Linked DNA regions of Gossypium hirsutum: all the other regions are linked to region 2. A link is a contact called in public Hi-C data. All regions are on one chromosome and are shown on one strand. The core of a region is the stretch at or near the end of the contact, and the rest is flanking DNA. Distances in the headings are between cores, read along the strand shown. Region 1 holds the start of LOC107900635. Region 2 has its middle 4.4 kb from the start of LOC107897621. Region 3 holds the start of LOC107897523 (calcium uniporter protein 2, mitochondrial).

Region 1 (3,701 bases), core at 548-3,047, 530 kb after region 2:
AAATGTGTAAGACCATGGTTGAAAGATACCATGGCAACATGATATGAAATGTGTAAGACCATGGTTGAAAGATACCATGGCAACGTGACATGAAATGAAAAAGACCATGGTTGAAAGATACCATGGCAACATGATGGGAAATGAAAAAGACCATGGTTGAAAGATACCATGGCAACGTGACATGAAATGAATAAGACCATGGTTGAAAGATACCATGGCAACATGACATGAAATGAGTAAGACTATAGTTGAAAGACACTATGGCATCATGTCAAAGATAAATAAGACCATGGATGGGAGATGATATGACATCTGTTGAACAATTGATATTCAGATAATATGTATCAGATGACGAATGATTATATGAAATGGTTGTATGAAATGTTTACAAGAACTGATCATGTGGAAATATATGTACAAAATAGTTGTATGAAATAATTATGAAGATAGATAAACGAAATAAGTATAAGTACATGGAATATAATTTATGTTAAGTTTGATATAAACTATTACCGGAATAAATATACATAAAATATATGGAAATGATGGAGCATGAAATATTGATATAATAAAATGAATGATATATACTTATGAAGAAACGGTAAGAGAATGATATGTTTTATGACATGTATATATATGATTATCTTTGATATGTTGATACAAGGAAATTATGTAAGTAAAGACAATTATTAAACTCAAGTGTGACATGTCGAGAAAATAAGTATATCAATGTTGAATTTATATGATATATGTACTAGTATACTAACAATGTTGTTGTTTGATGCTTAGACAAGTGCCAAGCTATTGATTGAATGGTAATATATTTATTTATATGATGCATTGAATCGGTAAGTATTTAATTAAAATTTTTTTAAGTGATCTACAAATTCTAGTAATGCTTCGAAACCCTGTTTCGACGGTGGATATGGGTTAGGGGTGTTACATATGGCCTAACACACGACCTGCGACATGGCCGTGTGTTGCAAGTTAGAGAGTTACACGGTCTGACACACGGCCTGTGATACGGCCATGTGACTCAACTCAGTGAGTTACACAGGTAGAGATACGGGCTGGGACATGACCGTGTGTCCCTTTATTCAATTTTTACAAGGATGTGTGACCCCTGTTTTCAAAATTTTTAACTTTTTCTCAAATTTTTTGTTTTGTTTCAAATTAGTCCTGAATTGCTTCTAAGCTATTTTTAGGGCCTTGAAGGCTCGATTAAGGGACAAAATGCATATGATTGATTGATTTTTAATTAAGATTAATTTATTTAATAATATGATGCTAAATGTTTTTCAATTTTTTGGTAATACTCTATAACACTAATCAGGTGACGGAGACAGGTTAGGGATTTTACAAATGCTGAATAAATTTAAGATCAAAAATCAAAATTCATACTAAGATTAGTTTTTCACCTTCCTTGAAAAGATAAAAATAAAATAAATCAATCGACCAAAAATATATATATATTTATAAAAGAACTTGTTGCAAATCTCTGTATATAAATTTGATATCATATAGATAAACAGATTTTTATAAAACTTTTGACGCATAAATTATAAAATTCTCATGGTGGTCGAATTACTAAAGATATTAAAGTCATTGAATGTCATAGATTTGATTTTTTTTTCTTTTCTTTTCTGACGATAATAATATTCATAAATTTTTTGATGTAAACTAGTTGTGGTGCGAGTTCAATTCCTAATAAATACATGTAAAAGAAAAAGCAAATAATATTTTTCCAAAATCATAATTCATAACAAAATTATATTTATAAATATGGAAAGGGCTAGTAGTAATGCAAAAACGACCGAGTTGAAAAAGACCAATCAGTTTGGGCACCCGGTGGCTCCATTGTGGATGTATTGTAGTCGGAATCAGGAGGTGCGGATCCTCTCGAACCCGAATCAGTGAAAAATCAGTTACTCTTCCGCACCCGAAATGAGCCAAAATTCACTGTAAACAAAAGCCAACCTAAAAGTTCACTACTTGCTTCCTGCGTTTGATTCATTTAATCATACACTCCGATCGCAACTAAACTCTTCCAATTCAAATTCCGCCAAAAATCAACACAATTCGAGCTTTTACTGTCCTAAATTCATTAGCAGAGAGCCCAAAGAGAGATCGGAGTAGAAAGACATCCAGTTTTGCGACATGATAACTCGGTCTAAACTCGTAGAGCAACTCAGAGATTACCAGATCCGATCTCAAAACACGTACCCTCGTCTTATCTTTTTCTCTCCCAAACCCCATATCGCTTCCCGGTACGTTTGCTTTTTATCTTCTTTTTCATTGTTGTTTGTTTATTTACTTTGTTTTTAGAAAAAAGTATATTTTAACGTGTCAATTTTGCATTTTTTATTGTATGATTTTTACATGATTGCTTGTTTGATTGATTTGCAATCAGTATGATTGATTTTTTTTTCTTATTTTTGTCTTGATAAGAAGATTAATTTGATGAAAACTATTTGCCTTTTCTGTAATGTTCGAGAATAATTGAATTTTTAATATTAGGAATTTGGTATTGTTCCAACTTCCATGATCATTTTACTGGTTAGTGGCTAATATTAAGTTGAAGAGATGATAAATTGGATAGGATTAAGATGTTCTTCAAATGCATTGTTCTCGCTTTTAGCTTGAACCAGACTATTGAATCCTGTTCAAAGTTTACGGTTTTATTTCAAGAATGGTATTTGAAGTGGATGTACTGAACTGGTGGAAGTAAGATCATATTTTAGCCACCGCTGAAATTGTAATGGTTAAGTCGTAAAGTGACCAAAGAACGACTTTTAAGTTAAATACCTTGATGTTTTTGGGAGAGATTTAACTTTGGGAATTTAGGCTTGTCAAGTTAGGTTGACTAAGAATTTCCTCAAATACTGAAATAAACTATCCAGAGTTACTGTTTTGTGAAGTAGTAAGATGATCAATGCATATATTTTCTTCAAGCTTTTAACTTTGTTAAAGAATCATTGGTTTGTCACTTTCCGTTGATGGATTCCATATTGAAGACTCAAAGAGTATTGGGTCATTTCTTGTTATCGTGTTTTTAGCTTCTGAATCAGAGTCAAAATAGTAAGGTCAATGATAGTTCTAGTGTTGGAGATGGAAGATTGTTATCTTTGTTAAGCATATTGGTTTTTTGGCTGGTAATAAGAGTTTGTATTCATTGATAAGAGATATATCTTGATAAGGAATGACTATAGCGATTTGTTAATTCTAGATGTAGGGAAACAATTAGTTTGATGACTGTCGAAGCAGAGGTTCATAATTGAGATGGCTAAGACTTAGATTTCTGTTGAAACACAGATCTTTCTTGATGATTTCTATAGTGTTTTTCAGTATTAGGCTACTGATCCATCTTTCAATGTGCCAAAACATACAATTCATTCTTAATCTTTCCCATTCTCAGGTTTCGTCATAGATATAAAAGCATTGTGGCCTATACTCTGAGAAATATTCATTCTACTCGTCCCTATAAAAAATACTTGTTCATTTTATTCACAGAAAATTTCCTTATGTGAACTTTGTAACATATTATGTCTCCTTCTAGCATTTCTCTGGCATGCTTTGGTTGTAAATTAAACTTCTACATGTTCTTGACAAGATTCTGTTCACTTCATGCAGGGCTGATGTAGCTGTGGCTACTTTTTGGGCCTTCACATTTAGTGTGTTAGTCATACTATCCTACTTGTCCC
Region 2 (3,913 bases), core at 1,259-3,758:
GAAGGATTAGCACCCTCGCTACGCTAAAAATTGGTACCGAATTGACTAAATAATGTCCTTCTGTCTAAAAAAAATATTTTGAAATATGATTTCTTTTAAAACACTTGAATGACTCAAATTGGACGTCAAGATTCGCTTGTTTCAAAGGAATACAGTATCACATCCAGCACGTTAGGACACGATCCTTTAAACCCTCAAAACTACGATCAATTTCGATTTCTAAAAGCCCATACACTTGAAAGTTACAAAAGGATGTTCGCTTATTTAGTCCAACAAAAAAAACACGAAACCCAGTACAGTAGGGCACGATTTCTTGAATTTCCAAACATTAAACATTGCCTTATTTTAGAATTTAGAAAATGCGAATGAAATTTCAAAGGAATATTTGATTATTTTGGACAAACGAAAAATCAAAACCCAGCACGATAGGGCACGATTCCTCGAGTTCCCAAACATCAATCATTACCTTTGTTTTAGTAAATTTTCAAATAAACAATGATAGAACTAGCTCACAACGCATTAATTTAACTTGAAATAGAATGGAATAAATAATTTTAAAACAAAAAGTCGCAAATTACAAAGTAACATTTGTAAACAAAAAAGTAAAATTATAAACATGGGGCAATATGCACAAATAAAGTACTATACTTGGCGAAGAATAATAGTATAAACATAAAAAATAAATTAATAAACACATCATGGCAATGAGTTCATATCTTTTTTAAAACATTAATAAGAAACTAAAATATAATTCACCAAAGAACATATTAGAAGGAAATGCAACAAATTTTCAAATATAGATGAATAAAAATTAAAATGATAATACAAATGAAGAGTAAACAATACAGCAGTCATGTGTGAAATGAAATGAAAACTAAAAAACAATACATAATATACAAAACAATACGGATACTAGGAGTCAATATAATGTGCAACAATTCAAAAACCATTAATAATAAAAATTTTAAAAATGATTTATTCATGCTAGGGTTTGAAATAATTGACATGTATAAAATAAAACTAATAATATATAAAGGATTACTAAAAAGATATTATAAAGGAAGAAATTTGAATCAACAACATATCCAAATATTTTTTTTTAAATGATACATCTATTTAAGATTGACAATGTACATATGGTAGAAGATAATTTAAATAATATGTAAAATATGAAAGGTTCTAAAAATATATATATAATAAGATATATTCTTGAGATATGAGTTATATACATATTGGGTTTAAAAGGAATTATGTATGTAAAGTAACATAGAATTAATAATATATAGAATAAAAACTAATTTTTTCATGAATTATATATGCATAATAATATATATATGAATATTTAAATGAGGTATTATACAAAAAAAATTTAAAACAATATGATAAAGAAACTTTAAAATAAAGATTTTATATGAAAAAAAGGGGGTAAAATTACCATGATGACTCAAAAAAAGTATGTATATACATGTAAAAAAAAAGGTATTAAGTTAATAAATAAAAATAATAATAAATTATACAAATCAAAAGGACTCAATTAAAATAAAATTAAACTAAAAAGGATACTTGATAAATAAAATAAACTACTAAAATTAAAAGAAGAACTAAAGCGCAATGCACGCAAACGTGCGGGGATCAAAACTGGCAATATACCAGATCCCAAAACACTGCGTTTAGGCGCGGATTAAATTGCGATAACGCGCAAATCTCTAGAAAAAATTAAAAAAACAAAGAAGATGCACAGAGGGCCCAATCAGACACCAACGAGAAATAGAGGGACCTAACGCGCAAATAACCCTCAAAGACCAAAGCGCGGATCCTATCCAGGCACGGGTCGGGTGATCGGGTTATGGCTCTTGAAACGGTGCCGTTTTGTAGCCATTGAGATTGGCTTAAAACGTCGTCGCTTTATACCCTTTAAAAGGCAAAAACAAAACCCTAGTGAAACACAGCCACCATTTCTTTCCCTTTCTAAAGAAATCAGAGTAAAAAGAACCCTAAAAGCCATTACCACCATTCGGCTAATCCCAAAACTTGAGCAAATCAATTGCCACCACTACGATTCGATGGAGATCAACATGCGCGCACTTCGATTAGAGTCTTAACTCAAGACCTATCAATTTCAGCCCTTAGAAATCTCATCCCAAACTTCGATTTCGGTGAAGGAGACAAGAATTTCGATGGCCTATTTACGACGATAAACGTTCTTTTATTTTCTTATATTCGAGCCACATGCAAAATCAAAAGAAAGAAACACACATAAAAAAAAGGATCGAGAATAACCTTTCCAATAATTTTAATTCGATTTTGTTGTATTCAATATGTATATTTTAGTGTGCGTCCCATACAATTGAAAAAGAAGATGGCTTTATAGCCGAATGAGAAAAATAAAGAAAAATACAATATTTTCTTGTCTCCTTTTTTCTTTTTTGCTGTTGTGCTGTGCTGTTTTTGTCTTCATGCAGATGGGGGAGGACGTAGAGGCACGAGCGGCGCTGGGGAGTACGGAGGTCGTGCATGGGAGCGTACGGAGGCTAGAGGCTACGGCGCTAAGGTGGAAACCCTAGGGTTTCTGTGGATAATCTGGTCTTGGGCCGCTTGGGCCCGATTTGTTTTATTTGGGTATTGGGTTATGGGTTTGTTTGGGCTTAGAATTGGGTTTTTTGGGTATTGGGCCATTGTAATTGTTTTGGGCTGTTTTGTAATATTTGGACTGATGGCCTTTTGATTTGGATTTTAATATTTTTGTTTTGTTTCGGGATTGATTTTTGGTTGTTGGGCTCGGGCAGATTTGGGTACTTACAATGGGTATGAACTAATTCCTATTGTAGTTGATTAATTGAAATGTCAATTATTTAATATAAGGTTTAGAAACTAAATTGTAAGAATATGGACTAAATCGAATAAACTTAGAAACCTAGAATTGATGAATCTAGGGGAACAATTAGATAAGTGAGACCGAGAGGATATCTTATTGAGCATGAATTCGACTATCCCTATCTAGCTTAGTAAGATTGAGAGATAAATAAGACTATATCATCTAATTAGGTAAATTGAACCAATTAAAATTGACTAATTTAGAACCCTAACTTGAGAATTAATTATTGAAGATATTAATCAACTGCTATATTTTCTTCGATAATTATTCTGACTTTAGTATTTTTTCGCTTTAGTCCTTTAAATTATATTTTAGTTTAATTCAATTTTTTTATCGTTTTTTGTATAATTTATTCTAGCCATTAGCTAGTTAGCCTCCTTAATCACATGCTTTTATCTTTATTAATCCATCATATCACTCAATCTTCTTTAGGTTTGATCCTTGGAATACTCTAAGTATCGTATTGTACACTTATTACACCTGACTTGTCACACTTGCAGAACATTGTACTTCATGTTTATTTATTTGCAATTTTCTCTACTCGGCGTATGTATGCCTTGGCTCAATCAAATACAATAACTGATTCACACTTTATTACTCCCCAAGTATAGAGATCTCACATTTGTACCTAAAGACTAGAATGCTCACCTCTAAATCCTCCCTCTGAGAACTTGGGCAGTAAACACTTCAATGTTTACAATATAGTTTGCACTCTCTCATAAAAACAGATCCTCGATGAATAGATTCAAGTGCTCTCAATAAGCTCTCATACATTAACCTAGACAAGCCTCAAAACATATATCAATTTTGAAACACAAACTAATAAAGTTTGTATTTTCTCACAAAAATAGTTCCTCAATGAATAGAAATTATTGTATTGATGCGAAAGCATAATAAACTAATAAAGGTACTAACCTCTAGTCATAGCCAATGTTGAAATACAAACTACGTTGTGAAATTATCAATCTCTCATGATGGAAAACAATGTCTATTCTTTAATCACCTGAATTAGGGGCTTATTTATAAACTTCCTTCCAT
Region 3 (3,829 bases), core at 709-3,208, 690 kb after region 2:
TAATAATAAATATATATGCATATAATAGTAAGAAACGAAACATAAAGAAAACATATATATGTAGCTAAATATAATATAATAGTAACAATATATAAAAATAATAGTGATAACAATATTATATATATAACATGATTAATATTTAAAGCTGAATTAAATAGAAAAATAATATGAAATTCAAGGTAAATACGAAAAATAAATGAAAAAGGACTGAAATTGGATTAAAATCAAAGCTTTGGGGCGAATTTTAAAAAAATATAAAGGGGAAAGGATCTATTAGAACGCGCATAAAACTATGGGGGACCAAAAGAGCAATTTTCCAAAACCCTTAAAACAATGCGCATCAGGGAGGATCAATTCGAGAATCATAACAAACTTCGGGGCCAATTTATAAATAAATATAAACCTGATTTAAAACACCAAAAATGTGGAAGAACCGATTGCGCAAATAGCCCCTAAGAACAAAAACACGCGATCGTAGGCGGGTATGGGTCGGGTCGGTCTGACCCAGGGCGAAACGGCGTCGTTTTATGTCCTGGGGTTTAATGCCAAAACGGCACCGTTCTATAAATAGTATAAAAGTCAAAATTTTTCTAAAATTTCATTTCAGCTTTGTTTTTTAAAAAAAAAAAAGGGAAAGGGTTTAGTGCTCTGGCATGGATGATTTCCGGCTATCGGACCACCGTCCGTCCGTTGCCGGCGACCACCATATACGGCGGCCGGAATCGCAAAATCGGCCCTTTTTTACCCTTTGGTTCCCCTTACCTTAGATCTGTAGTTAAAATGTTCAAAAACCTCAACAAAGCCAACTGAAATCAGGAGAAAACCTTTCGGTTCTACTCTCTGATCGCCCCAAACGAGGTAAGGTTCGATATCTTTTATTTATTTATTTAAGGATAATAGAAATAAAGAGGAAAAAGAACAAAGAAATCACCTTTCTGTTGTTAGATTGCTTCTCAATATAGATTTGTGTTTGTATTGTTTGGTTTTTCTTGAATATTCGAAAAAAAAGAACCCCGTTACAAACGTTTTCATTCGGCTTTATAGCCTCTTTTGTCACACTGTCTGCTTTCTTTTTGTTGCTGTTGCGTGTCTTTCTTGTCTTGCAGGTGGAGCAGGTGGCGGATGTGGCAGACGGCATGGGTGTTGCGGCGCTGAGGTGACTTTGTCGATGGGGGTAGGTGGCTAGGGTTTCAATGGGTATTGGGTTGTAAGGGGTTTGGGCTTCTGTTGGGTTAGTTTAGTGGGTATGGGTTAGTGTTGGGCTGAGGGTAGGTTTGGGTAGTGGGTTTGGGTTTTGTTGTAATGTATTTGGGTTTATGATTGGGCCTCTCGGTTTAGATGGGTATTTGGGGTTTAGTAATTAGGTTGTTGTGGGTTTGATAGGTTAAGGTTTGAGTGGTGGGTCTGATTGTAAATGGGGTTTAAATATTGGGCTGAATGGGTAGTTAGGTTTAATTGTAATGGGTATAGTGGGTCAAAATTGGCTTGTAACAAAAACGATACAAAATTTACCCTCTACCATTTAGATCGTATTTTTGCACCAAAAAATACTAGTGTAGCCCATCTCTCTCCCTCCACTCATAAAAGATATTTTTTTTATATTGATGTTGCTTATCTCTCTCCCTTCACCCTTAAAAAATTATCTTTTAAAATAAAATACATTATTTTATAATGATATTTCATTTATTGTGTTAAAAAAACATGAGTGTCGTCCATCTCTCTCCTCTCACCCATTAAAATTATTTCAAACATCCTATTTTAATAAATAACAATATTAACATACCATTTCAGTGTTTAATTTTTCCATTAAAAAAACCTTATCTAAAAATCTCTTTATGAGTACAACAGTGACTTTAATTAACAATATTGGAAGTAATTATTTAAAAGAAGCAGTCAATCATTAATTTAAAACTGTTTCCTATTATATTTTTAAATCATATGTGGCATTTGCGTGAAAACATAACAGTCTTCAGTTTCACTTCTGTGTTTGGCTGTTAGCTGCCCTGTCAAAAACACAGAAAATTTCCTATGTAAGCCACCCTGTTCTATTTACCATGAGTCCCTCACCTACAACCATATAGATCAATATTTTATACCGGCTTTATGCAAGTCAGAGGCGCCAACGCTAAATTTTTCATATGATACGACGGCGTTCGGAAGTTCAAGCTTAGCCATCCACGTGTAGGGTGATTAAGTCGCTCTCTTCGATATTTCCCATCTTCATTTACCTATTTTTCTTCTCATCTTTTTTGTTCATATTCTTCCATTGTTGGACACTATAAAATGGCCAACTCTCCGTTTCATTGTGCCAAACGGGCAAAGGTTTTAAATCTTCTCCACTCTGAAAAAAGAAAAAGGTTTATTTATTATTTTATTTTATTTTATTTTATTTTAATTTCATCATGTTCAAGAAAACCTTGGTGGAGAAGCTTTTTAATATTTCGAAAATGTCTTCACAAGCTCTTACTAGATGCCGCACTTCTTCGTCAACGGCTCACAATCGAGTTCTGCAAAATGTAACCAACATGGTGCCGGATCAAGGAGACTTTAAAGCTAACGTTAACAGCAATGGAATGTGCCGTCGGTTTCTTCATGAAGGAGCTATGCTTTCACCGGCAATGAGGAAGCTACCGATGAGAGAGAATTTAATGGAGACGTTAAGGGGAATTGGCACGTCAAAAGACCGGATCCGACTGGAGGGGTTGAGCCCGCATTTGGAGGAGAAAACGACGGTGCATGAGGTGGCGGCACTGTCGGATCAGGAAGCGGAGAAGTTGCTAAGGGTGGCGCTGTTGGAGGTGATGAAAACGAGGCTGAGAGAGACCGGGAAAAACTGGATTCCCTATTCAAACTTCATTCGGATTTGTGAAGAATGTTTTTCGGATCCGAAACTAGGATTGGAGTCCGCCAAATTACTTGACGAGTCAGGGGGCGTCATCGTCTTAGGAAACCTCGTCTTTTTGCGACCCGAACAGGTAGCTGTACAACTTTTTCGCAATTAATTATCTCTTTATATTCCATTTTATTTGTGATTTTGCTTAAAGATTATACCATTACAATTGCCCGGGGGGGGGGGGGAGGGGGAGAAAATGATAGTTTCCGAATTTCAATTTCATAGATTTTTTTGCTTGAGGAGCAGCTGTCGAGAACTGATACTGTTTTGTGTGCGTGTGCATGTGTTTTGTCTTTTGTATTTCTGGACCGGATTTTTACCCAATATAGAGCACAATTTTCAGTTTTCAACACTTCTAGTGGACCCTGGGTTCCTGGGATAGAGATGTTTCTCACCCACTGCCTGTATCCATACCATTATTTATTAAAAATAATTAGTGAAAGAGTAAATTATGCATAAGGTTTACTATGTTGAGTTTTAATTTATAGGTGTTAATATAAGAAGATTTATTTTCAAATGCGATAAAATGTGTTTATCAATTTTATTTAATTTTAAGTATTGTATAAAAAAATAAAATAAATTATTTATTTGATGAAAAATGATATTAAATTAATGACAAGTTATTAAGTCCACTATTTTACTTGGCCCCCTAACATTTTGGCTTGTGGAGGGTGGTTGTTTAGATAGTGAAATCTGAAAGGTAGCATTCTTTCATTTTTCATGTTAATTTTGGAGCCCTAATAAAAAGGTGCCGGGAAATTGAATTGAATCCAATTATTATTATTTTGAATTTTGTGATTGTAGGTAGCCAAAGCTGTGGGAGGTTTGATTCCCTTACAGACACCAAATCCAAATGACCCGAGAATTAAACATTTGTTAGAAATGGAGACGCAAAAGGCTAAAATTGATTCAAAAGCCAATTCATTGGTCCGTCGA

What was found. A called contact is a pair of places that touch in the nucleus more often than the background predicts.
Region 1: a Hi-C map of leaf shows a contact between it and region 2, with 2.1 times the contacts expected there. The contact joins the promoter of LOC107900635 here to the enhancer-like site in region 2. A contact is called at or near these places in 2 of 34 Hi-C or Micro-C datasets (both in leaf).
Region 3: a contact with region 2 is called in a Hi-C map of callus, with 7 times the contacts expected there. The contact joins the promoter of LOC107897523 here to the enhancer-like site in region 2. A contact is called at or near these places in 2 of 34 Hi-C or Micro-C datasets (callus and leaf).

The regions. Positions count from the first base shown.
Region 1 is chrA10:19,093,390-19,097,090 of Gossypium_hirsutum_v2.1, reverse strand. LOC107900635 reads left to right here and starts at 1,797. Exons shown (of 2, transcript XM_041078948.1): 1 at 1,797-2,267; 2 at 3,631-3,701. The coding sequence starts at 2,158.
Region 2 is chrA10:19,621,161-19,625,073 of Gossypium_hirsutum_v2.1, reverse strand. No RefSeq gene overlaps it. Among protein-coding and RNA genes, the nearest start is that of LOC107897621, 4.4 kb to the right of the region's middle. Within about 2 kb of position 2,508, at least 9 of the 9 cell types and tissues checked have an H3K27ac peak or open chromatin away from gene starts, as enhancers often do. A contact at or near this core is called in leaf, where this site is marked.
Region 3 is chrA10:18,931,558-18,935,386 of Gossypium_hirsutum_v2.1, reverse strand. LOC107897523 (calcium uniporter protein 2, mitochondrial) reads left to right here and starts at 1,958. Exons shown (of 2, transcript XM_016823006.2): 1 at 1,958-2,975; 2 at 3,698-3,829. The coding sequence starts at 2,403.